Linked DNA regions of Ovis aries: region 2 is linked to region 1. A link is a contact called in public Hi-C data. All regions are on one chromosome and are shown on one strand. The core of a region is the stretch at or near the end of the contact, and the rest is flanking DNA. Distances in the headings are between cores, read along the strand shown. Region 1 holds the start of APPL1 (adaptor protein, phosphotyrosine interacting with PH domain and leucine zipper 1). Region 2 holds the start of TASOR (transcription activation suppressor).

Region 1 (7,721 bases), core at 1,115-3,614:
TATATAAACTACAAAAGTACAACAGGACAACCATATTAAGCCAGTCAAGGAAACACACGACCTTTGAGTTGTTTATTCAGTATGTGATAATGTGTGAAGATACTTAAGTTATCATGTGTAGTTAGAGCCAAATAAAAATCATTATACACAATATAATCTCAATCACATTAAAAGGTGTAAGAGAAAGGAAAAAAACCCACAAAAAAGAAAGCAAAGCATTAACAGAGTTTACTCCCGAGTGCTGGACAGGTAATTGTGCTTTCTGTACCTTTAATTTTTCTGAAGCAAACAACTATTATTTTTATAATCAAGTACAAAGACTAAAATTTCACTATCTATAACAGCTGAAATTTAGAGAGTTAAGTGACTTGCCATAAAGTAGAAGGTACCAACTGGCAGTAAAGACTATATCCTAAATCCCAAATCCAGGGCTTTCATTCTTGCCACAAGTTTTCTCCTAGAATCGCTTCCCAGTGTTTTCCCTTTCTAAATCCCAGTTGTCCCAATTAACTTTCCCAAATAAATATTAACTAGTTCAGATTTATTACTTCTAGAAATTGAAAGACTATCAATGTGGCTCTTTCATTAAAAATTAATACTAATATGGCACATGCTTGTAAAAAACAGAAAAAAAATACAAAAACCTAATGCTCAAGTTGTAAACTTACTGTGTGAAAAAATCAAGAAATTAGATAAGTTAACATTATACCCTCCTCATAAGTCATGGCTAAGGGCACTGTGAAACCCATTCTGGGCAGTCTTTATGAGCAGCTATAAAAGCCAGGCCAGGGAAGAGAAGAAAGGTAAGGCAGCCTGTTGAGTCTTATAAAAAAGTAAAACGACAAAGTGTACCTGACCAATGCATCCCACAAAATTTTTGCTAAACATCTGAAACAAATGTAGCTTATAACTTTATACTACGGAAGTCATTAAATATTTGAACTGGCTATTATTCTGGCAGTCAAAATAAGCCAAGTCGGTCTCTCTTTGTGTCAGTATAGGCTGATAAGAGTACATTACCAGCAGGGATCGGGCCTGTGAAGATAACTTTCAGCGTAAAAAAAAGCCCAATCAATTCTACAATCAGAGCCCAACTCCAACCTGGCAGTCAAAACTAGCACCATATCCATGGCAGACAAGTCATACAGGAAAGTGGGATCTAGCCTCTCCCTCCTGTTCTTCTGGAGTCATTTAAACCATTAAGACACAGGAAATATCTGCAACTGTAGTTCTAAATGAACATTTCAGAAAACTGTCTTCATTCTAAGTGGTAGCCCAAGAGCAACTTCGTCTCGAATCCCTTATTGTGTAAGAAGACAGGCCCAGGGATGAAGTTTCTCAGCCCAAGTTTCAGCCCCTACTAGCATGTTTTTTTTTTAACATAGCTGATTTCATTCTTCAGCACTGAAAACATAAGTCCCTGTTACGTCTTCCTATCTTAAGGAAGAGACTATCTTAAGCTAGAGCAACCACACCAGCATCATCCCCAATGCACAAAACATGGGGCTTTTATTTTGATGAGTTTACTAGAGCCAAGTCTGCAACCCGGGCGCAGCAGTCGTGGAGCCGCAAAGGCGCCGTCCACCTCTCGGCATGCACGGCCCGAGTGACAGCGGCTGCACTCAGGGTCACGACGCTCGGCCGGGAGGCTCCGGGATCCGTGACGGGCTTCGCCGACGGCTTTCCGCGCGGGCTAATCAACAGACTTTCAGTATTTTTCCCTCAAAATTGTCCATTTCCTTCCCTAGCTTGATCAGAAATCATTAAGTCTACAGGGTCGTTTTTCCTCCTGCATTTCCTCCGAAGAGGTTTTCGAAAAGAAAATTCCAGGATCTGGATTTATCACCTCACATCACGGCAATTAAAAAGCATCTTTTGTCAAATACCAGGGAGCCCCGGGCGCGTAGCGACCGCCGGGCCCATCAGCCACGGCGGCGGCGGTTTGGTCGCCGCCCGCCGACTCCCAGACCCCGAGCGCGGCTCTCGGCCCAGCGACGCAGGCCCACGCGGGCCTCGGGAGGGCGGCCCGGCCTCGGCAGCTCCGGGCGCCGCCCGCGACCGGCAGGGATACTGGGGGGCGGCGCCCACCTGGGCCAGGGCGGGCACCTGCGGCCGCGGCGGGGCCAGGCCTGGAATCTGCCAGCCCCGCTCCTTCCCTCGCCTCCCGCCGCCTAACCTGTGGGCTGTCCTCCAGCGTCTCCTCGATGGGCAGCTTGTCGATCCCCGGCATCGTGGCAAACGGAGGGCGGCGGCAAGAGACGAGGCGGCCGCCCACAGCTCCCCGCACCCGCCCGCCTGCAGCAGCTGACCCCGACCCGCCCTCTCTCGCTGGCTCCACCGCCCTCGCCGGGCGCCGAGCGGCCGCGCGATGGCGCGGGAAATCCCGCCCCGCCGGCCTGCCTGCTCCGCCTCCCTGCCCGCTCATTGGCTCACGACGACGCCCGTCAGCGCAGCGGGGCTAGCCCGGAGGTTCCTTCGCTGCTCCCGGCTCCGCTGAGATGCAGGGACTTGGAGGAGGCGAAGGCGGCTGAGGCGGCCTTCTTTGCGCACCTCGACACCTACCCTTCGCGAGCGATTGGCTATAAATCGTAGGGGACCGTCTTACCTCAGCAAAGCGTGCGTCTCCTGGAACCAGAGCTTCGAGTGAGGACCGTTCTGGGGAAATTGGGGCTGTTTTACTTCTCCCTCAACGTTTTTCGTCAGAGACCACGAAAGAGGCCTCTCTGCAGGCGCCTTTAGTTTCCAAAGATTATAACCTTCTCAACTGCCCGCAGTGTCCAGTCTCCCCTCTCCAGCAAAATGGTGCTGGCTAACTCAGATATCTGCGAGATTAGCTGTGTTGTTAACTTGGCTTTCTGGTAAATTCGTGGATAGTAGACTCGAAAAGAATTTTTTCTGAGCACTTGGGTATCAATATATGCATTGAAAAACCCGACTTTGCTGCCAATTCATCAGTTCTTAGCTGTCCTTGAGAGACTGACATGCCGCAATTCAGACTTCCATATTTCTTATTAATCATAAGTGAAAATATCTTTTTAAAGTCAGGGTACACTGATTTATTATGTTAGTAACTGATTTTAGCATTTCTGTTAAAGTTTTGGAAGAATATTTAAATAGCTTCTTCAGCATCTAACTTTTTTTTAATAAGAGAGATAAGGTGAGCTGTACTTCTAGAACTTGATCTGGATTAGAACTCCTGCCTCTTTTGTCCATCTTTGTGTCCAGATTCTTCATGGAAGAATCTTTATACAGAGAAAATGGCAGAATTACTAGTGTCTTGTAAATACCTAGCCATTAATCCCACTAGTCCATCCCATTTTCATTCAAGAAATATAAGAAATGCCGAATAAAGACTATTAGTTGCCCAGTTCCACAGATAAATTGGAATGAATCCAGGTACGGTGGAACAAATCCAAATACAGTAACTGGAATGGAAGTTACTTTAAAATACGAGATTTTCCCAGAATCTCTTAAAGGAAAAATCAAATTTAAAAAGTTTTCCCAAGTAGACTTGCAATGTAGTTTCATGGGATTATTCATAGCTTTCAATAACTTTGAGTAAGGGCTCTCCCCTTAAATTGTTTATCAGCGAGTCACTCTGTATATGAGATCTTTAGTTTCTGAAAGGTAGTTTGGAGTCAGTTCCTACAGTGTTACTGGTTGCCAGCTGCTTGAAAGTACCTGGCATCGGCATGGTACAGATCTCAGCAGCACAACTCTGGCCTTGGACATTTCTTGTCTACTCTATCAGCACAGTGGCATGCAACCTGACTCTGAATTAAGAAGACTTTCACAGTAAGTGACATTCTTGGTTGAACTGTGATTAGATTGTAAGTGAAGGAAAAGAAAGTTAGTGACAATTGATGAGAATCAGGAGTAAGTGACAAATGGAAAAAAAGTGTAAGAAAGAAGAGTAATTATACGGTGTAACTGAAGTTTGGCGTTTTGGCCAAGCTAAATAATTCCAATGAAAAATTATCTTAGGTATCTGAATTACCTGGGTGGGGTATTATCAAGTTAAATGGTTTCCTTTTTTGTATGTTCCATGCTTCTAAACTGTATTTTTGTAAAGGGTTCTCAAGAGGCTATTATATTATCAGAGAGGAGCAAGGAATTCTTCCTGGGTTCAACTGATTAAAAAACAAACAAAAACAAGTTGACTATTCAGTTGTGTGGAGAGGCAGTTCAGTCAAATTATAAAACTAGAAAGACTCTTAAAAGGCTTTCTACTTGGATTCTGTAGCTTTAAGCTATTATTCAGTCTGCTCATCCAGAAAAATAATTGTATTTCCTATTTTAAAACACGCCTGAAGTTGCAAGATTGCAGTTTCCTTTGATAGCTAGTATAAGTTTAATTAGCCTAAGTTCTGTACAGTTGACCAAACTCGATTTCTTTTATAGAGGAAATGAGGCTTGTTCAGAGTATGCCTCAGGGGTTCCTAGAGACTCACGTGTGGGTAGTAAAAAAAAAAACTTTGGCCAGCTAGTTAATTTTATGGAAGGCGAGGCAGGATTAAATGACATCCGCCAAAGAATTCACTGAGACGTTTCACACATATAATTTACAATAAAAAGATGTACAGTTTGGTAAGTAGATTTGTTAATTATTAGTCTCTTAAAATTATATTTGATCTTCTTATAATTAGGTTTTTACATGATACTTCTTGAAGTTCTGGTCTGTGGTATTATAGGAAAGAATCCAATAACCAAAATGACACTCGTGTTTTATTTTTTAAAATGATCCCCCTAGGTTAGTGGTTACCAAACTTACGCACACATAAAAGTCATCTGGGGGAGGTTGTTAGAATACAGATTATCCTATCTTCAGCCCAGCAGAAGAGTCTGATGCCATTGGTCAGAGGTAGGGCTGGGAATCTTGCAGGTGAGTCCAAAGCAGCTCATCCTCAAACCGCATGTTGAAAATCTCTCTCTAGAATGGAAGATAACCATTTCCCTTACCCAAATCACCGTGTGTTTTAGACTATTAAAGAGTCAAGTAAACATTTAGGAAAGAGTCTTTAGTTCCAGCTGAGGGTGGTGAGAGGGACACCATTTCCAGAATCATCTAGAGAGCTTGGGAATCCTACTTCTTAAAAATATCCCCTGAAAGACTCCATCAATCTCAAATTCTGGTGTAATTGATACTCCTTTCAAGAGCATAATGTATACTGCAAATACTTCTAGATGTTACCTAATAAATCACTCCTTAATGAGACTCACTTTAACAGATAATTCAGGTTTTTTTCTTACGTCTGAGTTGAACAAAATTCAAGAGTATATTAATTGATAATTGGGGATCCTGAGTCACTTCCATCTACTCTAAAACATTTGAACCAGTGGTAGAGGTGGGAAAAGCTTTGGGCAGTGGGAGTAGAATAAAATGTTCTGAGGAATGTGTTGCAAAAAGAGGTGGTTGAGCAACCAGGACTATCAGATTCTTCATTGTGCCAGTGCAAGCCACCCTCTGGCCTTTGATCTTAATATTAATACTGTTGTTGTTTTTGCTGTTTGCCACAGCATCCTTAGATTATATATATATGGCTAAAGCATAAATCCTTAGAAAGGCCAATTCCAGAGCTTCTACTTCTTGACTCTGAAAAGAATGAAACTTTATTTCTAGGATAATTGTATATGGCTGTTTCTTTTACGGTCGCCTTGATTCATTTTTGGAAGATGAGGACATTGTAAACTAATTTTTTTTGACCAATCTGAGAACCTTGAAACCAAGCAGCATTATTTCTGTTTCTTTGGGGAGATGAATAAAAGCATGAGCATGAGCTCATGGACATGGACTGTGGAGTCAGCCTAGTTGACTTGGAATCTTAGCTTCAGTCTTTACTAGTTTTATGACACTTTAGGCAAGTTACTTGATTTCTCTGTGTCTCCATTTTGTCATCTAAAAAGTGGGGCTTAATGTAGAGAACCTACATAGTAGAGTCCAGAAGATGTTTAATGAGCTTTCAGAATAGTGCTGGGCACAATAAGTTTCCAGTAAAAATAAGCTAAGTATTCTTTTCATTTTAAATGTTTTAATGCTTTTAAAGCGGCTTTTATTTTCTTCATTTCCCCCTCTTTATCATAACTAAAGAAACCATTATTTTCTAAATCAGAAGACCCTCCTCATTGTTGTAGAGAATATGGATAGTATTTTAAATAATATTACCGTTATCCTTGCTAGTGTTTTATCATTGATTTGGAGACTTTTGCTGCCAAAAAAAAAAAAATTAATCAATAAATATATATTGTGTTATTCTGGAGAAACGGTGTAGGTACAAAACCAGCAAAGGCTGTTACTCTGTTTTTTGATCTTTGTTTTTTGGCAGTGGGGAGAGGGGAGATTCCCAAAGGTTAAAAGACACAGACCTACATGACATTACTACTCCCCAGAAGTTCTCGGGAGCAATAGGCAAGTCATTGGAAAAGAGATTGCTGTTAGAGAAGCCAATGAGTCCCATGACTGGTAAAGTATTGAAATCATTTTACTTCTTGTTTTTTAACTTTTTATAGTACTACAGAGGGCAGTAAAAAGAGTTACTGATAATTGAGTATACGAGTACTGTTCATAGATCCGTTGGTAAAGAATCTGTCTGCAATGCAGGAGACCTGGGTTCGATTCCTGAGTTAGGAAGATCCCCTGGAGAAAGAAATGGCCACCCGCTCCAATACTCTTGCCTGGAGAATCCCATGGACAGAGGAGCCTGGCGGGCTACTGTCCGTGGGGTTACAAGAGTCAGACCCGACTTAGCGACTAAACCACCACCAACGTAGTTAAGTCTCACAGTAAATCAGCACATCCTACCAAAAACACTAGATGGTGCCCTAAATTTAGTTTTGGGATTTTAAACTGCCTCAGAAAATGGATGTCTTCATTCAGTAAATATTAGGTAATGAACAAAATGTTAAAAACCTCTGCCTTTGTGGAGCTACAGTTTAGTGGCAATGGTAGGAAGAAGGACAATGAAATATAAACGTAATATGCAGTATAAGAAATAAAGTATATCAGAAAGAGGGGAGTCCTATGGAAAACAGGGAAAATGAGGTGAAGAGCAGTTGCAGTTTTAAATAAGCTTGTCAGAGTAGACTTCATTGAAAAGATGGCATCTGAACAAAAATGTGAAGGAGTCACTGGAGTGAGCAATGAGTACATCTGAGGAAAAAGTGTTTCAGGAAAAGAAACAACCAGGATAGAGGCACTATGCCCTAAGGCAGGAGTGGCCTTTCTATTTGAAGGATTGCATAGAGATCAGAGTATCAGGAAAGCTGCGAGCCAGGGTGGAGGAATCTGTTGGGGAGGAGGAAGAGGAGGTAACATCATGTAAAGCCTAATGGCCTAAGTGAGGATTTTGACTTCTACCCTGATTTTGGATAAAAACACTTTTAATTGAGGTTGTGATTTGAAACAAATGTTGGAGAAACTAGATAAACTACTGATATGAGATATCATAAATTATGCACAAATTAACATTGTCTTAAGTAAACTCAGTAGTTTATGAAATATACTGATTTAAAGGAAAAATTATATGAGTGATTTAGCTAAGTCATGATCAAAATGATATAGGGGCAAAAGTAATGTCTTAATAACAGAAGACAGTGAGTTCATGTAAAAACAAGTGTATGGTTTTTCCTCTTCCCTTTCTGAATAATTCAGCCCTAAAGCCATTGTGTGCATGCCCAGTTGCCCATTCCAGCTCTTTGTGACCCTATGGTCTGTAGCCTGTACC
Region 2 (7,864 bases), core at 1,991-4,490, 470 kb after region 1:
TTCTAGAATCTCTGTGTGGGCTTTCTGGATGATTTTTAAGATACTGCTGTTGCACTCTTGGTTGAAATATTGGGTAATAACAACAGCTTCCAGCATGATTTTCTATATATATATTTTTAATGTTTTAATTAAAAATTTATATTGAAATGTTTTTGATTTGCATTGTTATGTTAGTTTCTGGTATATTGCAAAGTGATTCAGCTATATATGTGTGTGTGTATGTGTATATACACATATATGTATGTATATACATACACTTTAGATTTCTTTTCCATGATAAATTATTATAAGATACTGAGTATAGTTCCCTGGCTATACAGTTGATCCTTGTTGGTTATCTGTTTTATATAGTGTGAATATTTAAATCCTGAAATCCTAATGTATTTCTCCCCTTCTCCCTTCTTTCAAAAATGTATTTTTTTTTAGTTGAGTGGTGCATTTTTAAAAGCTGTTTTATTTGGCTGCACTGGGCCAGGTCTGTGTTGTAACCTGAGAGATCTTTTAGTTATGGCATTCATCTGATTCCCTGACCAGGGATGGAAGCAGGGCCCCTGCGTTGGGAGTGCGGAATCTTAAGACACTGGACCACCAGGGAAGTCCCTCCTATTTTTAAAATGAAGAGTTGAACTGGATTTTTTTTTTTTTTTTCTGTTTTCAATGTAAAATGGCAATTGTGGTCCCTGCATATTTAGTTATATACTACCTCACCATTCTCTAGTTTATTTCTGCGGTGGTGTTTTGTCTGTTACTGAGGGTAGGGGACAATGTAGATTTAATGTCTTTTAACCTTTGGTAGCTCTTGCTTCAGAACCTTATATATTACTGGTATTACCCTTAACCCCCCAGCCCCATGGACATACTGAGTATCTGTTGATATATGCATATGGCTTCCTGGTGGCTCAGATAGTAAAGAATCTGCGTGCAATGTGGGAGACCTGGGTTCAATCCCTGGGTTGGGAAGATCCCTTGGAGAAGGAAATGGCACCCCACTCCAGTACTCTTGCCTAGAAAATCCCGTGGATGGAGGGGCCTGGTGGGCTATAGTCCACGGGGTCTCAAGGAGTCAGATACAACTGAGCGACTTCACATTAATGAATCAACAACAAAATTACCTTTTAGAGATCCTAACACCTGAGTTTCTGATCTCCTGCAGCCTCTACTATCAAGTAAAGCCTTTTCTTCCCAACTTCGAGGGCAACTTTTAACTTAAAATAACATAGCATTTTTGTGTCAGCTTGGCCCTAGTATTTTTATCAGTATTTTAAAATGTTTTTACATTAACTATTTACGAAGAAGAATAATTGTTTTATATTATACTCACTTTCCTATGATATACTGAGCTTATTCAAATAGGCTGGGCAAGTCATGAGCAGCTTTTCTTATAAGCTGTGAAACAGATATATTTATCACAGGACATTGGAATCCAATTTTGCTATTGTCCTTAGGAATGCTCTTTTAGCAGCAGCCACCGGCAAGGCCCAGGGTTTTATTATCATTAAACATTTAGTCAGTCAACACCTGGAGTTTGAGCATAGAGATATGGGTCCCAATGCTGATCCTACTGCTTGGAGATGGAGCAAAATGTCAATCCTCATTTCTCCATATATAAAATGCATAAAGATACCTCTAGAGCTGCTGTGAATATTAGATCTTAAGAGAAGCAGGCAGTGGGAGGGTTGTTCAAGAGGGAGGGGACATAAGTATACCTATGGCTGATTCATTTTTATGTATGGCAGAAACCAATAGAATATTGTAAAGTAATTATCCTCCAGTTAAAAGTTTAAAAAAAAAAAAAAAGGCAAGGGCTAGTACTTTATTTAGAGCTAAATAGACCTGGCTTCAGATTCTCACTTTATTAAAATTTGTTCTGTCTTGCAACATTTTATCTATCTATATAGTTGATTTACAACTGTAGTAAATGAACTGTAGTTGATTTACAGATTCTTCTCTATAATAGGTTACAAGATATTGAATTCCATGTGCTATACAGTAAATACTTCTTGTTTATCTATTTGATATATATAGTGAAAGTGAAGTCGCTCAGTCGTGTCCGGCTCTTTGTGACCCCATGGACTGTAGCCTACCAGGCTCCTCCTTCCCTGGGATTCTCCAGGCAAGAGTACTGGAGTGGGTTGCCATTTCCTTCTCCAGGGGATCTTCCCGACCCAGGGATCGAACCCAGGTCTCCCGCATTACAGGCAGACGCTTTAAACCTCTGAGCTGCCAAGTGTGTTTCTATTAATCCCATACTCCTAACTGCAACACTTATTTTAAATAGTGCATAATAGCATCTTCCTAACATCTGTTGTGAGGATTTAATGTACATAGTATACATAAATCGCTAGGTACAGTGCCTAGCATATAGAAAGAATGTAAGAAATAATTTCTGTATTCACCATGGCCCAAATAGTTTCAACCTAACCAGCCAAAGCTATTTAAAAGGTCTTCTAACTTGACTGTCTAGTTGTTTTAAGGTAAAACGATCGCTTGCTGTATATCTTTTAACGTAGCTGCAAATGTTTGTATTTTTCTTTAATATACACTAGCTATAGGAAAACTGAAACAGCAATGGAAAATCTAAAAGCCGGCAGCCCTTCTCAAGCTCCCCAGAACCAAATCCTGTTAACATTAGGCTGTGAAGTCAAATCAAAGGACCAAGGAATTTACAGCTTGCTGGAGGCGTGCCACCTTTTCTAACCCTTATAGATAAAAATAGGGGGGTGGGTGGGAGTAATCTGTTGTAAAAATGTAAGATCCAGTGGGAATAACAGGTCACTGAAGCGGGCCCCCGTGGCTTTCAGGCTCTTATCGCTGCAGTCACTATCATATCACCACTTCAAGCCTTTATATGCATGCAAATATTTCACAAAGCCGGAATCATCCCACAACCACTGCCTCTATTCGGTTCTGGCCGATGCAAGTCGTGCGCGGAGAAGAGAGGTAATCTTGCCCGGAAAGAGGCGACGCCTGCGTTCCCAGGACTTGGCACAGCACGCCTCCCTCGCCTGCAGCACTGGCCGAACGCGCTCCGGGATCTCGCAGCTCGCCATGAGACCCACCTAACCCGCAGCCGGGAGCGGCGTCGAGGTACTCGTCGGGCGTTGCGGTTGCCCCTTTTGGCGGGCTCCGGCGCTCCGAGACTCCGCCCGCTGGCGCCGTCTATCCGCACCCGCGGAGGCGGGCGCCGCGTCTTCATTGGCGGAGCGCTCCGTGATGGCCCCGCCCCCTCCAGGCCCCGACGCCAGCACGTTGAGTGGCGGGGGCCGGCTGAAGAACTGCCCGAGCGAGGAGCGGCTCCCGGGGCCGGGAGGCACGGTTGGGGCGCCCGCTTTAGGGCCCCCGAGAGGCTGCTGGGCGGGGATAGCGGCCCGCGGCCACGGGGGGAAGGGGGTCGGTGGGCTGAGAGCAGCTTGGCGGCGAGGCCGGCCTGCCGCCCCTTCCCCCCACCCCCGTCGACCTTGTCGGCCGAAGCTTCCCGGAGCTCCTCACGCCGGCGAGATGGCGACTGCTGCGGAGGCGGAGGTCTCTCCGCCGACGGACGCGAACTGGGAAAGTGGCGGCGGCGGCGGAGACGACGAGATGAAGCAGACGCTTCCGGAGCTTGAGTCCTCCCCACAAAATGGCGGCGGCCTCAGCATCGCGGAGCCCGGCGGCGGCGCCGGGCCTGAGGAGACCGCGGCTTCCGAGGCCGCCCCGAGCCTCTGCCACGAGCAGCCTCAGGACTCCTCTGAGGCGGGCGCGGCTGCACTGCCCAAAGGCCCCGAAGAGCCCGAAAGACCCATTAGGAGGAGTTTTCAGATCCCCAGGAAGAGCAGAGAAAAGAAAGGTGGTGCTTCCCCTCTTTCCCAACCCCTCTTTCTCTCTCCCCTCCATCTTTTCATTAGAACCTCTCTGTCTCCTTCCCACACCCATCCGAGACACGTAAACACGCATGCAGCGCCAGCCGCCTCTCCCCTCAGCCTCGGCCGCCCAGCTGCTGCGCTTGGTGCGAGAGGAAAGCGGTGGAATCACGCTCCCTGCTCCCCCTCTCCCCGTGGAAGTTGGAAGTAGCCGTTTCGAAGCTTGTCCGTAAGGCTGCAGCTCCCAGAGAGGAAAGATGGTGCTCGGCGCCCCTCCTTCCCAGCCCCTGAAGGCAGAGAAGCTGATGTGTCCTCCTCTAAAGATGCTTCTGAGACGTCTCAATGTGGAAATAACCCGTGGCCATGGATTCTGGGGCTTTCTCCAAGGCCATTGCATTGCGAGGACCACAAGTGCTTCTCCCTGTGGAAATTCTTCAGCTCTATGTCTACTTGAAATTTGATCGATGTCAGCGTCTTCCCTTGTTTAGAAATCTCCGTTAGATGTGATTCATGCACACTGCCTTTTTCCATCACACTTCATTTCCATGTAGTTTTTTTGTCCCCCGCCCTGTTTTTGAAGCGCTAGATAGGGCTCTTTTTAAATCCAAGCCTTAGTTTGTTTTTTGTTGTATCTGAAAAGATGGGGAAGGTAGGTTCTTGGTGCAGTAATTTCCCTATGAAAAAAACAGAGGTCTTTTGCCCAAGAGTCACCGACTTGATTTTGCAAATGAGAGAACTTCATGAAAAAAATTTTTGAGAGATCCAGTCTGGTTCGTGGAACAAAAATGGGAAGTTACATTAACAACGTATTAACAGCATTACGTTTCTAAAATTTTATGCCATACTGTGACACCTTTCTCATCGAGGAAATTACCATTTTCTGTTTTTAGAATACAATTTTTGACCATCCAGTGATTTGGGGTCCTCTGCCTGGATTTAGTCAATTTAAAGCAGGGTTGTTTTTTTTTCCTGTTTTAGTGCGTGGTTCCGTTTTTCAGATTTACTTTGAAAAGTAATAGGAATTTTCTTATTTGTAGGAAACGTTTTTTATTTGTAGCTTGAGTCTTGGTAAAGAGAATCTTGAATGAAGCATGTGCTTCCTGTCTGCACGTGCACAACCGCTACATTTGCACAACTGAAATTGGTAGCCTTTTGTCAGTAAGATACGGACAAAAAAGTCAAGTTGTTAATTTCTGTTTGGATGAGAATGCCAAGGGAATTCTTGGTGTGAGAAACCAGGCTGAGAAAGATGAAGTTAAGTCCGCTAGCATGAGGACTGTTTCTAGAAATATCTTTTGAGTTAATGTAATAGATGTCAGGGTTCAAGAGGATTCTTTAAGGGTCAGGATCCATCAATTCTTTTGGTTTATTTAGTTAAGATGTATAGTCAATATGAGGAAAATTATATTTCAGCCTAAATTATAAATTGGTAGAGAATAGGTTAAGAGTAGATTTAGATGGGCTTTTGATTGTAACGTTGAAATAGCAGCTTGAACTTTTTCCTTTTTAAATTTTTTTTAGCTTGATAACAGTTTTGCAGTCCGTTTTCTAAAAAGTTTTAACCAAAACATAAGGCATGATGTACCTCATTTTAACTTCTCATAGGACCAGAAAATTGGCCTAAAACCCCTGTTCTGTTTGAAATGTGGGATGGCACTAGGAACTGTTGGCTAGTGTGTGTATGGTTTTTTTTTTAATATGTCCAGAGGCTGCTCTAAAATAGATTTCATTGGAACACACTAAAAGATATACTTGAGGAATTAAGAAGTATAAAACCTCATTTTCTCCCCAGAGTCTCATGCTCCCTTGGGGAAAATTGGTATTTTCCATTTTCACTTAGAGGCAGAGGCTGTTACCTTTCTCCTCTCTGGAAGGTTTTGGTAAGGAAAATATAACGTAAACTTTTTTCATGTTTAATGAAAATGAATGATTTTTAACTTATGTAAATAGTTTTACACTGAGCAGCAGCTGTTCAAATAGTGCAATAGAAATTTAAATAGAGCTTTTAAAACTTAATTACCATCGTGGACTTCATCCTACCCAACGTGAAGGGAATTAATACTTGGTGATGGAATTTCATAGAAAAATTCAACTTTTCATTTAAAAACAGCTTTATCAGAAACAGTTCAGCAGGTTCTGCTAGTTTCCCACTTGATCCCCAAATAATACCCTCTTGGAAGACTTGAAAGGTAACACTTGTGTATAGAATTTGGCTAGGTGTTCATGCTGGTCATCTGAGTCTTTTATCATGAATATGAGATACCTCTTTTTAAAAAATTTTTTAAAATATTTATTTATCTGTTTGGCTGTGGCAGCTCTTAGTTGTAGCATGTGAACTCTTAGTTGTAGTATGTGGGATCTATTTCCCTGACCAGGAATCGAACCCAGGCCCCCAGCATTGGGAGCCTGTAGTTTTAGCCACTGGACCACCAGGGAAGTCCCTGTATACCTCTTGAACTTTTCTGTATCAAGGATTCTGTTGCATTCCTATTTTAATATGGCAGGACTTTGCTTGTGACTGCTTTTCCAGTAAAAATAAAGATTAGGACTTCTTGGTAGCTTAAAGACAAACTTTTGTAAGTAGAACTTGCCTTTTCTCGGTCATCACAGTAGGAGAACATCCAAAATACTGCCATTCTAATTAAGTGATAATAATGCAAACACTTCATAGTGCTTAGTAAGTTGTAGGCACTGTTCTAAGCAGTTTATATGTGTTAATTAAGTAATCCTATGTGGTAAGTGATATTCCCATTTTACAGATGAGGAAAGTGAACTACTGAGGTAAATAACTTGTCCAAGGTCACACAGCTAGTAAAAGGTGGAGTTGGAGTTTGAACCTAGGCATAAAATACTTTTCTTTTTCATTATAGAAAAATTATGTTTTTTTTTAAATTAACAACTATTAAATTTAGTGATGTTTAGTATGTCTTCATCCTGGGAAATTTTCAGATTGACAAATTATGTTCATTATAAAGTTAATACATGTAATCAGTACTGACAGATAAATGATCTGTTGACTAGAGTAAAATTTTACTTTATGATTATTTGTGAATTCTTTTTACTTACTGGACAGGCTACTCTCTGCACTGTAAGGAGGCACTGTTACATTTTGCCAAATTGTGGAATTGGATTTCCTCAGTGAGTGTTTCACTGTTGCCTTCTTTTACTCTAGAATCTAGTAGTGTAAGTCCTCAAAATCAGGAATTGACATAATTTTTCTATTCAAAGTTCTTGGGAAGTGATGTAGTGATGATTGACTTTCTGGAAAATGTTTATTGGTTAGTGCTTTATGTAGGGAACAAGATTAGCTGCGCTCATGCACCTGCATCTCTTGCCGGTGCATCACAAACTAAATGATCTCATGCATTTGTGTCCATACCGGTCTAGTTTAGGAGAATTAATGACCAGTTCTTCTCCCAAATCCCCATCTTTTCCCACAAAATTTGGAATTATGTTTTTGAAGACTTTGGGATTAAGTGTCTTAAGGAAATTTGCATGACATTTTTAAGTTTTATATGAATGACTTGGTTCCAAGTACCATAGGTTCCCATAGGTAGAAGTAAATCCGAGCAGTAAAGTATAGGCAGAATTCAGTCATCCACATAAAACATTTGATAGGAGCATACAAATTCTAAGTAATGGAGGTAAACTCTGACATATTCCCCAGTCCAAAAAGGTCAAGTTTCATGTTTCTTATCTCTAGAATTCTAGAATGTTCATTGTTAATTCTACACTTAGTGTGTCAATTGTGATTTAGAGATGAATCATCCATTCCTGCAGTATTATGTCTGTAGTAATAGACTGGAGAAAAGTGACTTTTAAAATGTTGTGAGGAACAAATGGATATTCATTGTATTTTAGTCATTAGTAGACATCAGAGATGGATTCAGAGAGAATTGCAGACCAATGTGATTGCCAGCCTACTCTTATTTCCTTTTCTTCCATGAATTACTGTAAGTTGAAATATATATTTTATATTTTCCATTGGTATATTTTTGTAATATTGGTCCATCTTATTTTAAAAG

Evidence for each region. Hi-C and Micro-C count contacts between places; a contact is called where the count stands out from the background.
Region 2: a Hi-C map of skin fibroblasts shows a contact between it and region 1, with 1.7 times the contacts expected there. The contact joins the promoter of TASOR here to the promoter of APPL1 in region 1. A contact is called at or near these places in 3 of 16 Hi-C or Micro-C datasets (skin fibroblasts and tail adipose tissue).

The regions. Positions count from the first base shown.
Region 1 is chr19:43,972,877-43,980,597 of ARS-UI_Ramb_v3.0, forward strand. APPL1 (adaptor protein, phosphotyrosine interacting with PH domain and leucine zipper 1) reads right to left here and starts at 2,365. Exons shown (of 22, transcript XM_027958257.3): 1 at 2,177-2,365. The coding sequence starts at 2,230. HESX1 (HESX homeobox 1) reads left to right here and starts at 2,487. Exons shown (of 6, transcript XM_042236046.1): 1 at 2,487-2,643; 2 at 6,324-6,460. The coding sequence starts at 6,445.
Region 2 is chr19:44,438,385-44,446,248 of ARS-UI_Ramb_v3.0, forward strand. It overlaps TASOR (transcription activation suppressor), which reads left to right and starts at 3,241. Exons shown (of 24, transcript XM_027958265.2): 1 at 3,241-3,826. The coding sequence starts at 3,499.